Regions from separate parts of the Mus musculus genome. Here all the other regions are linked to region 2. Evidence: chromatin contacts called from public Hi-C data. All regions are on one chromosome and are shown on one strand. Each heading gives the region's core, a stretch centred on a gene start, on an enhancer-like site or on the middle of the called end of the contact. The rest is flanking DNA. Distances are from core to core; before and after follow the strand shown.

What was found. Hi-C and Micro-C count contacts between places; a contact is called where the count stands out from the background.
Region 1: a Hi-C map of forebrain shows a contact between it and region 2, with 3 times the contacts expected there. The contact joins the enhancer-like site here to the promoter of Kcnh7 in region 2. A contact is called at or near these places in 6 of 39 promoter capture datasets (embryonic stem cells, frontonasal cranial neural crest, hippocampal neurons and 2 more), 3 of 484 Hi-C or Micro-C datasets (cerebral cortex, cortical neurons and forebrain) and 3 of 115 datasets of contacts at active chromatin or transcription factors (bone marrow-derived dendritic cells, forebrain and neural progenitor cells).
Region 3: a contact with region 2 is called in a Hi-C map of cerebral cortex, with 4 times the contacts expected there. The contact joins the enhancer-like site here to the promoter of Kcnh7 in region 2. A contact is called at or near these places in 4 of 39 promoter capture datasets (embryonic stem cells, hippocampal neurons and liver), 1 of 484 Hi-C or Micro-C datasets (cerebral cortex) and 1 of 115 datasets of contacts at active chromatin or transcription factors (forebrain).

The regions. Positions count from the first base shown.
Region 1 is chr2:62,716,026-62,719,937 of GRCm38.p6, reverse strand. Kcnh7 (potassium voltage-gated channel, subfamily H (eag-related), member 7) reads left to right here. Exons shown (of 16, transcript NM_133207.2): 14 at 3,662-3,830. Among named protein-coding and RNA genes, the nearest start is that of Gca, 54 kb to the right of the region's middle. Within about 2 kb of position 1,352, at least 11 of the 459 cell types and tissues checked have an H3K27ac peak or open chromatin away from gene starts, as enhancers often do. A contact at or near this core is called in cortical neurons and forebrain, where this site is marked.
Region 2 is chr2:63,182,490-63,186,265 of GRCm38.p6, reverse strand. Kcnh7 (potassium voltage-gated channel, subfamily H (eag-related), member 7) reads left to right here and starts at 1,979. Exons shown (of 16, transcript NM_133207.2): 1 at 1,979-2,264. The coding sequence starts at 2,189. It overlaps Gm34110 (a long non-coding RNA gene), which reads right to left and starts at 2,563. Exons shown (of 3, transcript XR_866371.2): 1 at 1,964-2,563; 2 at 17-105.
Region 3 is chr2:62,679,260-62,682,808 of GRCm38.p6, reverse strand. All of the region lies in intron 3 of Gca (grancalcin), which reads right to left. Among named protein-coding and RNA genes, the nearest start is that of Gca, 17 kb to the right of the region's middle. Within about 2 kb of position 1,643, at least 21 of the 459 cell types and tissues checked have an H3K27ac peak or open chromatin away from gene starts, as enhancers often do. A contact at or near this core is called in cerebral cortex and forebrain, where this site is marked.

The DNA.
Region 1 (3,912 bases), core at 103-2,602, 470 kb after region 2:
CCAGGGCTATACAGAGAAACCCTGTCTTGAAAAACACCAAAAAAATTATAGATAGATAGATAGATAGATAGATAGATAGATAGATAGATAGATAGATTGATAGATAGATCTTTAAAGACTGTCACAAAAGATAATAACAAAAATGAAAACCAGGATGTTCTGCTTGGGGGATAGAAAAGTATATCACTGAGAAGGTAACTTCTACTTAGCACCATCATTTCACAGGAATATCCAACAATGAGTTGTTGTCGAGTACAAGATGGTTAGGCTCCCAGAGTTCCTTGCCCTATCACGTCACATCAGCTTGTCATGACTTCACATGGCAATAAGCTAAGAATATATGCAAATGTCCTCTAGACAACCTAAAATCTTGATGAAGTGCATGGAAATAGTACCTCATTCATCACAGTGGAAGAATAGAAGATTAGATGTGATTATCAAATATCCATTTTAGTTATTTATGAAAATGGATTCTGGGTAGTACTAAAAATAGAAACAGGTTGTATCCTGGAAGTCAAAGTTCTGAAGAACTGACTGAACAATATCTACTATGTGCAAAATAATTTGAGGGTGATTTTTGTAAAACCATGCTTTCTTCTTAAATATTAGGCTTTCAAGTGACAAGTCATTAAAGATATTTTTGAGATTTTGACTTTATAATGATTCTCCCTGACAGTGAATTCAAATGCCCTTCATTTTATAATCTCACTTCTTCCAACTTTTAATTAACTCTTGTCTATGCCCAACCAATTATATTTTCAAATGATTTTAGCATCTCCAAACATCCATGTTTTCAAAAATGTAGAAAGTAATCCACATTCAAGTCATGAATAATTATCTTGATAATGAGGGGCTAAATATGCATGTCTATTGACAAAGGAAACGGATGACATAAAGCCCCCATCAAAATGACATACACTTAACATAACTCATCATTATAATTAACCAATGAAGAATTTTAAAACATGATTCATGCAAAGATCATTCCCCAGTAAGAGTCTAAGTGCAATACTATATAATAGTAATGAGCTCCAATATGTAAGTACAATTCTAGATATAGACATAGCTACTGCAGTTTGAACTACGGGACTCTAACAGTTTAGTTTCATTATTAATAGTCAATTTCACTCCCTTGTATTCTGGTACTTGTCATTCCAAAGAAGGACTCATTTAAGCAAAACTTAAAAGAGAAAAGAAATTAAGATGACTTTGGCCTTCCTAATGCTGAGGTCAAATGTAGACTCTGGTGAAACTGTGAACCCTGAAAATGAAGGTTTACCCACTGCTCACCCATTTGCAGAAGTGTGTCTTGCAACTATAGCAACATTTTCCAAGGCAACCAAGTGCAGATACTGTCTGAGCTATTTTTAGAAGGTGTCTACAAGGATGCTCATTTGATTAGGACGACTAACCAGGGTTTCCCTCTTTGAACTCTTTTATTTTTCATTCCACCATTAAAACAAGTTAATCACATATCTCTAAATTTCAATTAAAAATTAAATTATAGTCAAGGAAACCTCAATCTCACAGTACACGTTTTATTCATTTCTGCTAAGAAAATCTTTTTTTTTCCTTAAGGGTCAAAGAAAAATGCTATCCTCCATAATTTATCACATGTGATTCACCAGTGGTGTTTAAAAATCAATGTGTTACATGATTGTAAAATGAACGTGCTGCTAAGCAGAGGCACAAATTCAATGAGGTTTCCGGCACAAAGCTCATGAGAATGTAACATAGCTTTCAATGCTATCAGTTCTCATTCTCTCTAAAGAAGTGTTCCTATATGAAATGGATATTAGAAAACAAGCTGGGACTATCCCTGGCATCACTAGGCTCTTTTTGCATGTTCTGCATGCTGATTTAACATCATCAACACAGAGTAGAAAATCTAGTTTGATAAGACACTATGTTGTAACTTTGCATTGTAAATTGGTCCAAATGTCTGTAAATAACAAATCACACGTCTCTGAAAATCTGCAATTTCGCTTTTGTATTCACATTTCTCCCTGTCCGATAAAATGTAAAAATCAGCCATTCGCTGTCACTGTAGAAAAAACACCAAACACCAAGATCCTGCAGGCTAAAGATGCCATAATCAGGAGCCTTCTATGAATGTCACAGGGAAGTCTCTGAGGTCTGTTAGCCATTTCTACAAAACGAGGAAAGTAGCCTCAGTTTCCTCAGGCTGTCTCTGGTTATGTTTGTTTCTTCCTTATAGCCTCCCTGTTGAGAAAGAAATAAAAAGCTCATCACTAAAGACGTTTTTATGTATTCAATGATAAAAGAAAGGGAAAGAAAACCCATGGAAAAAAACAGAATTTTTTCTCATCTTCTTAGAAAAGGGGTGTACAGCGCATCCCCCCCCCCGTGTGCTTTCAGAAAAGACATGGAAAGGAAGTCCCACTGCTAGGTTCCCTATTTCGAGAATCATAGCTAATCCTGCCCAAATTTAGTTACTTGCCATGCAGGCTTTTTTAAATCGCTGAGGCTGTAAATTCCCTAACTTTATGTAATAACTTTCTTGCCGTTTAATCATAGCTACCTGTCAAGACTCTCTTTCAAAATGTCTATCAAAACCCAATCACATTCTATAACTGAAAAACTACTTCCATGGAAAAGCAGAGATCCATTTAAGGTATCTCGTTCCTGCCCCCAGTCCTCCCATGAAGAATTAGCTCTTTTTAATCTCTGAGATAACCTCCCAGATCCAGTTGACTTTCTTCATTCATTTTGTAGAAATGGGTTTAGAGAACGAAAAGTACTGACAAAAATGAGGAAGAAAGTAGTTACCAATAGCATGAAAATGGAGAGTTTTAGGAGAAATGATTCAAAAATAAATCATTATATAAAAAATGATCACAATCCCTCTCTATTGCATTTTTTCAAATCCACACAGAGCCTGGATCTTCAGTTCCTCCATGCTTAGCCGAGTCTAAAACTGAACACCTGACACACCAGACATGTGGAATTAAACACATAAGCAGGCTATTTAAAATATATTAACATAAATATATTAATAATAAAAGACTCACAGGAAGAAAAGTCCAAAAAGCAATGTGACTATGTTCAATATAGTGCAAGAGGATCTTTAAGAAACTTGAAAGCACAGAATAGCAGCAGACCTTGAAGACTTCTCATCTCTGAGAGAAGGTGACTCCTTAGCTCAACACCAGGCTGTGTGGCCTAAGAAAACACCCCGAAGACCCACATTTTCCTCTAAACCTTTACACTGAACAAAAATATGTGAAAATTAACTTATGGGTAGGGTCTTAACAGTCTTACTTTTAGGTAGAGTGTTGTAAACAAAACTTGCTCTTTTCTCGCAAAAAGTGTAAAATTACAGTTATATGGGTCAATTTGAGTTTATTCATCATGTCTTCTCAGTAATAACAAAAAAAATGAAAAATGTCAAAATCAAGTCTAATGACAGGTGATAAAATTTAAATCTTATGAAAATAGGTGGAGATAAGACTGGCTCTTAAGTCAAAGATTCTGGTACTGATTGGAAATGGAGATTGGAAATGGAAATTGTCATATCTTTGAAATCCCTTGGTTCTCTGTCGTGGATTATGCCTGGAGATCCTTCCAGTCTGCCTTGCAAGTGTCTTTGTATTACTAAGGAGCTTCCAAAGAAGCTGACATGTCTTACTCTTTCCCACAGATATCACTGATACACACAGCTGGGAAAGAGAGCCTGCCCGGGCTCAACCTGAAGAATGTAGTCCCTCAGGACTTCAGAGAGCTGCCTGGGGCGTCTCTGAGACGGAAAGCGACCTCACCTATGGGGAAGTGGAGCAAAGATTAGATTTACTTCAAGAGCAACTTAACAGGTAAATCAGTGGTCAAAGAAAAAGAGGAATTTATGTGTACTTAAAAGAATATCAAGGAAGACTAAATTCAGGATACTTTTGC
Region 2 (3,776 bases), core at 730-3,229:
CTCAATGAATACTCACTAATGGCAGTCTAAGAATCAGCACCACGGATAGCTCCATACATTTTTAGCTTCTGAAACCAGGAATGGTTCTTGCAAGCACAGCTGCATCTAGGGAAGAAAAACACTAAATAATCTACCTACACGGAAAAAAGAAAAGAAACCATGTATCAGAAAAGTGTGTCCTCAATATTTCAATGGACACAACTGCACAGAGTCAAGAAAAATCAAGCTAATAACTAGAAAATTGAACTTTTCCAGGCACTGTCTTCCTTTGGATTTGTTTTCAATACTTTCAATGAAAACAGTTAGAATTTCTTCGGTTCTTGTTTTTATTTAGAATTTGGGGGTGTAGTTTTCTAAAATATAAAAAAGTGTTGTGTGAATCTCACAATATACCTTCTTTACCACAATATATGTTCACCCTCCTAAGTGAACATTGCCTCTTGTCACTTAGCCCCACTCTGATTATTTCACTTCATATTTGAGGTATAACTGAGATAATGTGAACCCTACTGATGTAGACAAAGCAGGACTATGGGCTGCACCCTGATCTATCAGCGACCCTCATCCATGCAGCTATATGTCCTTATGAAAGTCTGTGGGCCTTTATTGACAGCCAGAAACAAGAGATTTGTCTAAGTTCTCTTTTGCAGATTGAAATGGTGACCGAAAATACTTACAAAAAGGGGCGTGGATAGAGCTATTAAAGCTGACTACATAAATGAAGGGAGAGAAGTAAGAGGAGAGGAGAAGAAACCTGGAAAAATCTACTTTGAAAAGATGTTTCCTTAGCACAGCTTGCCTTAAGTCTCCAGGAACATATGAACCAAACAAAGTGCATGTATAATCAGGAAGAGATTCCCACATGGGAAGCCTCTGTGAAGCTAAAAGGAAGAGGTCTCAATGTTTCCCTTGGAACTCTGTCTTATGCAAGTACTCCCTTAGCAAAGGTGAGAAAACAGAAGGAATTTGGCTACTGGGTTTAGGAGGTAATTAACAAGGGAGGTCACTTGAAGGCAGGGAACTCCTAGCCCCACCCACCTTTTGTTCCTTCTCCCAGGCGCTCAGCCTCACCCTTTTCAAACTCTGGGCTTGTTTTGTACCATTTGCTTACACAATCTTTGGCCTTAACATCGTTCTGTCAACCTCTAGCACAAGGGAGACCCAGTCACCCTCATCATTGCAACTCCTCTGGGACTCCCTTGGGGAAACCCGGTATGCTCAGCGGTGCTTTGGATAGTCCTGGCTTTATTCAGAGACCACCCCTGAGGGTGTCAGGGTCAGAGCTGAACCCTGAAATTGTACCTGCACTCTTAGGTGGCTCATCTTCGATCTTCAGCATCCCGAGCGCCAGCAGAGCCTAGAAGCACTCATTAAAGGGCTGGGCTGGCTTCCCACCTGTCTTTTCTTTGCAACTGAGGGCGTGTTAGCTACCATAGTGTGAATCCCTTAAGGATGGAGCCCTGTGGCTAGTGGCCATGGAGATCACCTTCCCAGAGTAGCTGTTTTATCACTGAGTTTGGGAGATTTCTTGGCTGCCTTCCGATAAGGCACGCTTGAGTAACCCGAGCTCTGGCGGCGCCCAAGCTCCCAGGATAAAGGCTGTGTGTGTGTGTGTGTGTGTGTGTGTGTGTGTGTGTGTGTGTGTGTAGGGGGAGAGGGCGGGGACAGTAACGTCAACCCCCACCCTGCCTCCTTTTCTTTTTTCCCTTCCTGCAAAAGGCGCACAAGTCTTCCACCCTACCCCACCCCCGCCCACCAGCAATCCTTGGGGCTCTGGGCAACAGCCAGGTTAAGCCCATTTGCACTGAGAAATTGGCGCTGTTTGGGAGAAGAGAAACAGATCGATTGCCCTTGTGACTCCCCGCCCCGCCACCCCAGCCCAGCCCGCCCCCCGCGTTCCTCGGCCCTCCTCCGCCACCTCCCGCACCCCGCCTCCTCCCCTCCCCGCCCCCAAGCCTCTCACTCGACGCAGGCCGGTGCGAGGCCCCCTCCGGAAGGTGAGCGGGATGGATTGGACTTCGGCGGAGAACGCGGGTGTCTCGAAGTGGTGCTAATGGGAAGAGATTTCTGCTCCCCAAAGAAGATGCGCTGCCACAAAGAGCGGCTTGCGCGCCGGCCTGGGCTCTAGCCCGGGAGACATCCCGGGAGAACTCTGAGCTCGGAGCGCTCGGCGAAGACCCGGGGCAACATGCCTGTTCGCAGGGGGCATGTGGCACCGCAAAACACCTTCCTGGGGACCATCATACGGAAATTTGAAGGGCAGAGTAAGTTCGTTTGTTCTCTCCCTGTCGCTCGCTTTCTGCTTTGGTAGAGCACTTGGCGTCCGTCACTTCCAAGCTAGAGGGATGGACAACTCCAGGTTGTCAAGTTAGAGGCTGGGAAAGCCAGGCAGGCAGTTCAGATGGCAGCGGGGGTGTTCTAATATTAATTTGGATTTACATTTTATATTATGGACTCCATTGTACAAGGCAATTTGATCCTCCTCTCCCACTGCTCCATTATCTGCCTTGCTACTTCATGCCCTACTAGTCTACTACCTTAAAGGGAACGTGCTGGTAAAACATGGGCTTGTATTCTAAAGCTTTTTCTGTGGCAGACTTTGTAAAGTCAGGAGCAGAACCGACTATAGGCTGGAAACAAGAACATGTAAATGGTAGTGGCGATGCCAACAGCTATGCAAACTGTTTTCTGCTGGTAAACTGCTGGGCTGTGGAATGTCAAGGATGCTGTTTGCTTGATGTTAGTTGGCTCTTAAAACTGAACTTTGTACGGAAACTGAAAATAGACGCAAAAGAATAATTTGGTGAGCAGTGGACTGGTTTGAGTGCAAGCAGCTCACTACTGAAAAACCGTATTTGTGTCTCTTTGTCGCTCCCTAAATATAAGGTGTAGAAATTTAAAAATTGAAGGGCAGTCTGTAAATCCCACAGAGATTGAATGTAGAAAAAAAATTTCTGTACTCATGTAAGCAAGCCACCAGGAATTATTTTCTATAAATATAATAATTTAAAATCCTGTAGTTATCCATTTGTATTCTGCACTAAATCTACCTCAGCGTGCATTTATGTTGCATACATTATATGTTTCTCCAGTACTGCACTTAGTGATGTGAAGATCTGGTACCTGTGAACAACATTAACTTCTCTATTCTGTTCCATATTCTTTATGGAAATAGCAAATATAACTTGTTATCACACCTAATGTGACTTGAATTAAAATATCTATTACATAAAATTATAGCTTGTTCCAAACAGAAAGTTTAAAAACTGTTTTCTATCACTATTCAAACTGTATAGTGTGCATTTTCTTTTTATCTTTTGGAATTGAACATTATGAAAGTATGAAGGTTTATTTTATTTATTGTTAATAAATGTGGAGTCATTTCATTGCTAAAGATAAGTGTCTTAAAAAATATAAGCATGTATTTAAAAAAAAAGAAAACCATATGCCTTCCTTATAGAAATCAAGTAAAAGCAAATCTAAAAATAAGGTACTTTAAGATAGTTGCATTCTAAGGTCCAGTCAAAGTTGAAGTGAGAAACCTGGCAGTTACAGAATGTTTTAATTTTCTAATTTAAGAAATTTTTATCATTCAACTAAATGGCATTCTAGAATTATCCATTGGCAAACTGCTTGTCAGTGTGTCCACCAGGACCTCCTGGGACTCAAAGAGCTTGAGAACTAGGCAACTTGGAAATTTCTGTTCTTGCAATTGAAGAGAAATTGTCTTAATTTCTTGTATTAAATCACGTATTTCCACAGATCTCACACCTCAA
Region 3 (3,549 bases), core at 394-2,893, 500 kb after region 2:
GAAGTGGATGCTCACAGTCATCTATAAGATGGAACACAGAGCCCCCAATGGAGAAGCTAGAGAGAGCACCCAAGGAGCTGAAGGGTTCTGCAACCCTATAGGTGGAATAACAATATGAACTAACCAGTACCCCCAGAGCTCATGTCTCTAGCTGCATATGTAGCAGAAGATGGCCTAGTCGGCCATCACTGGGAAGAGAGGCCCCTTGGTCTTGCAGACTTTATATGCCCCAGTACAGGGGAATGCCAGGGCCAAGAAGCAAGAGTGGGTGGGTAGGGGAGCAGGGCGGGGGGAGAGTATAGGGAACTTTCGGGATAGCATTTTAAATGTATATAAAGAAAATATCTAATTTAAAAAACAGAAATTAAAAATAACATAAACAGGGCTAGAGAGTTGGCTCAGTAGTTAAGAGCACTGACTGATGTGCCAGAGGTCCTGAGGTCAATTTCCAGCAACTACATAGTGGCTCACAACTCTCTGTAATGAGCTCTGATGCCTTCTTTGGTATGTCTTAAGACAGCTACAGTGTACTCATATAAATAAATAAATAAATAAATAAATAAATAAATAAATAAATAACTTTTTCAAAAAATTACATAAACAAGTAAGCATATATTCAATCTCAGGATAGAAATTTAAAGATGAAATATTTTTATACAGTAGAAAGACAGACTTTTCATGCCCAAAATGACAGATTTTACTTTATCCTTGGGTTGATTGGGGGTCAGGGTGGACTTCAACCCTTAAAGGAAAAGGAAATAACAGAAAATTATTTTGCAAGTTCGAAAGTCGAGAGATGTGGCTACTTAATGTTTATGCATAACGAGAAATGCTGAGAAACAACCGAGTTACCTTGGGAAAGGTGCCAACTGTTGAGGAATTGGCAGCTTCTGAACATGTGTGTGAAGGTGGGGCTAAAAACAGAACTGAGGGAAGGGCTATTTTAAGAGCATGCAAAGCCCCAATCCCCTCCCTGCCTTACGCCGTTGGACGGCTGGCACACCTACACGCTCACCCAGCAGGACTTCACTTTCTGGGGATGTTTCTGGACTGTGGGACAGGAGGCACAATGGGAATAATGAGCTGCAGAAAACAAGCCAATTACCTAAAAATTTACACAGAGTTAAGAACTGTGAAAGTCTGCCTTTTCTCTTAAGGAGAACAGGAGAAAAGGCAGCCCAGAGGAAACAAAGGAAATCTCTCATGACAGTGAGCCCCGAATCCCAGAGCGAAACTGCCCAGCTTCACCTTACACGGAAGAGCACAGTCTACCAGATCAGGGCTTTTACTCAGCATTTTTCTGAGACTTGAGCAACAAAGTGTTAGACACTCAAGAACTGACAGGGAAAATAACCAAAGAAGGTAGAAAAGAAAAGTAATTTTAAGGAAGAAAAGGCCATGTAATAAGCATATTAATAGTTTCAGCGAACTATTAATAGAAATAGAAAGTGTAGCATTTGTGAAAAAGGGCAGAAGCTCTTAGAGCGTACAAAACTACCACCCAAGATGAAAAGATACAGAAGGTTTATAAAAGAAAGTTGAGGACATTCCACAAAAAGGAGAAGAGATGACTTGGTCCAAATAATGCATATTACAGAAAGAGGAAACACCACTGAAGAAAATTTCCCAGAACAAAAAAGTACAAGAGATTCCAGACTGAACACACCCACTCAGTTCCCTCACGCAAGACCACGAGACACTACACTGTGACAGGCCAGAGCATCAGGGCCCTGTGAGAAACAGAATGATCCCTGAGCGTCCAGAGAGGAAAAGCAAAGCTGATGCCGGTGAGACAGAAACGTAGATGATGGACCTGCAGACCAGAAGACGTCCTTCTGAAAATATGTGTGAAACTGTTAACCAGACAGCAGCAGGAAAGTCTTTGGCAGGAGCATTAAAACCCCAGGCCTCCTCCTGCTTCTTCTAGTTGGACACCACCCACTGCTCTGTAAAACATTCTTTGTGAAGTATATGTGGAAATGGGCTGTCTCAGAGAACTCTACCCATTGACAAGCAGCCACTCAATGATTGAGACAAAAATGAAAGCTTCTTCAGACACTTAAAGTCTCAAAATTTGATAAAAGCCACTTAATGAGATACCTCAGTGGAATAAATACTAGACAACAAGAGGCAGACTAAGAGGAGAGATGCAACTCTGGAGTGGGGAAGAAGTGCAGAGTGGCAGTGAAAGACAGGGACCCTCCTGTAACACAGAGAGCATCCCAGGAAACCGGGGAAAATCAGAGGGACTCAATCCCTAGCAAACACCGATTTCCCAGACTCTAGAAGGCAATGCACATGTCCAGAAATGAGTCTTGGCTTAGCTCAAGCTGGACTATAGATGGATTTCTGGCCTTTAGATAAGAACCAGCATACCTCAGAAACTTTTGAAACAGGTTCCCATCTGCCAAAGGGAGACATTTCCTTTGCCTCTGGCAGAAGCGCAGGTGGTTCTCCATGGCTGTATTCCCGTGGTTGCCTATCAAAGCCTGTGCTGGCCTCGATGCGCCTACCGTGCCTATTCATAAGGCACTAATGTATCTCTCTAAGACCCTCCCCTTAACATTCTGGCCCTTCTCGCCTCCTCAGCCTTCCCTCCTCCCAACTATCCATCTGTTCTCTACATAACAAGCTTTTCCTCCTGCCCCCACCTCCTGATATCCTCACTGCCACCCCTACTTCCCCACCCTACCCCCGCTATTCTGTACTGTCCCCTCTCTTGCTATGTCCCTATTCCCCCTCCTCTTGCAGATAGCCCTGTCAATGTCCCCTGTCTTTTTTTCTTTACACTGGACTCTTCCATATGACTCTAACTACTTTCTCTCTTATGCACAATCAAATTCTTCCCTTAATGGAGCAGCCATTTCAGCAGTATCTTACCGCTACTAGCCACTGTGATTTCTGAGAAAGACAAAAGGCTACTTAACAAAGAAAGGTAGCCATACACTGTCACAGAACATAGCTATAAGCCACGTGTAGACATGAGATAAGGTAAATGCTAATGATGGATCCCAAATTGTTATACATATTATACACTATTATACATCAGCAGAACAAACGATGAAATTTTAGAGGGATAGAGTGATTTTAAGGTTGGAAGGTAGCTAAATACTCATTTTTCATAGCAGGACATCAATTGGTAATCGAAAAGCTACAGCTGAAAGATGCTAAAGCTATGGACACTTTGCAGCCTGGAAGCAAAATCTGAACGAAGTCACTTATAACCACTTTTTTAAAATGTGTCTCTGCTGGGCAGTGGTGGCGCACGCCTTTAATCCCAATGCTTGGTAGGCTGAGGCAGACGGAATTCTGAGTTCAAGGCCAGCCTGGTCTACTGAGTGAGTTCCAGGACAGACAGAGAAACCCTGTCTTGAAAAAGCAAAAACAAAACAAAACAAAAATTTGTCTCCTGAGTAGTTTATGTTTTAAGTCAGGAGTGTATAACCAGAACTATCGGATTCTTTAGACCTGTTATATGTAGAGTGTTTACTATTTTAGGTGTGGGACTGAAATGCTAGAAATGAATCCTATCCTAATCGCCTATGCAAC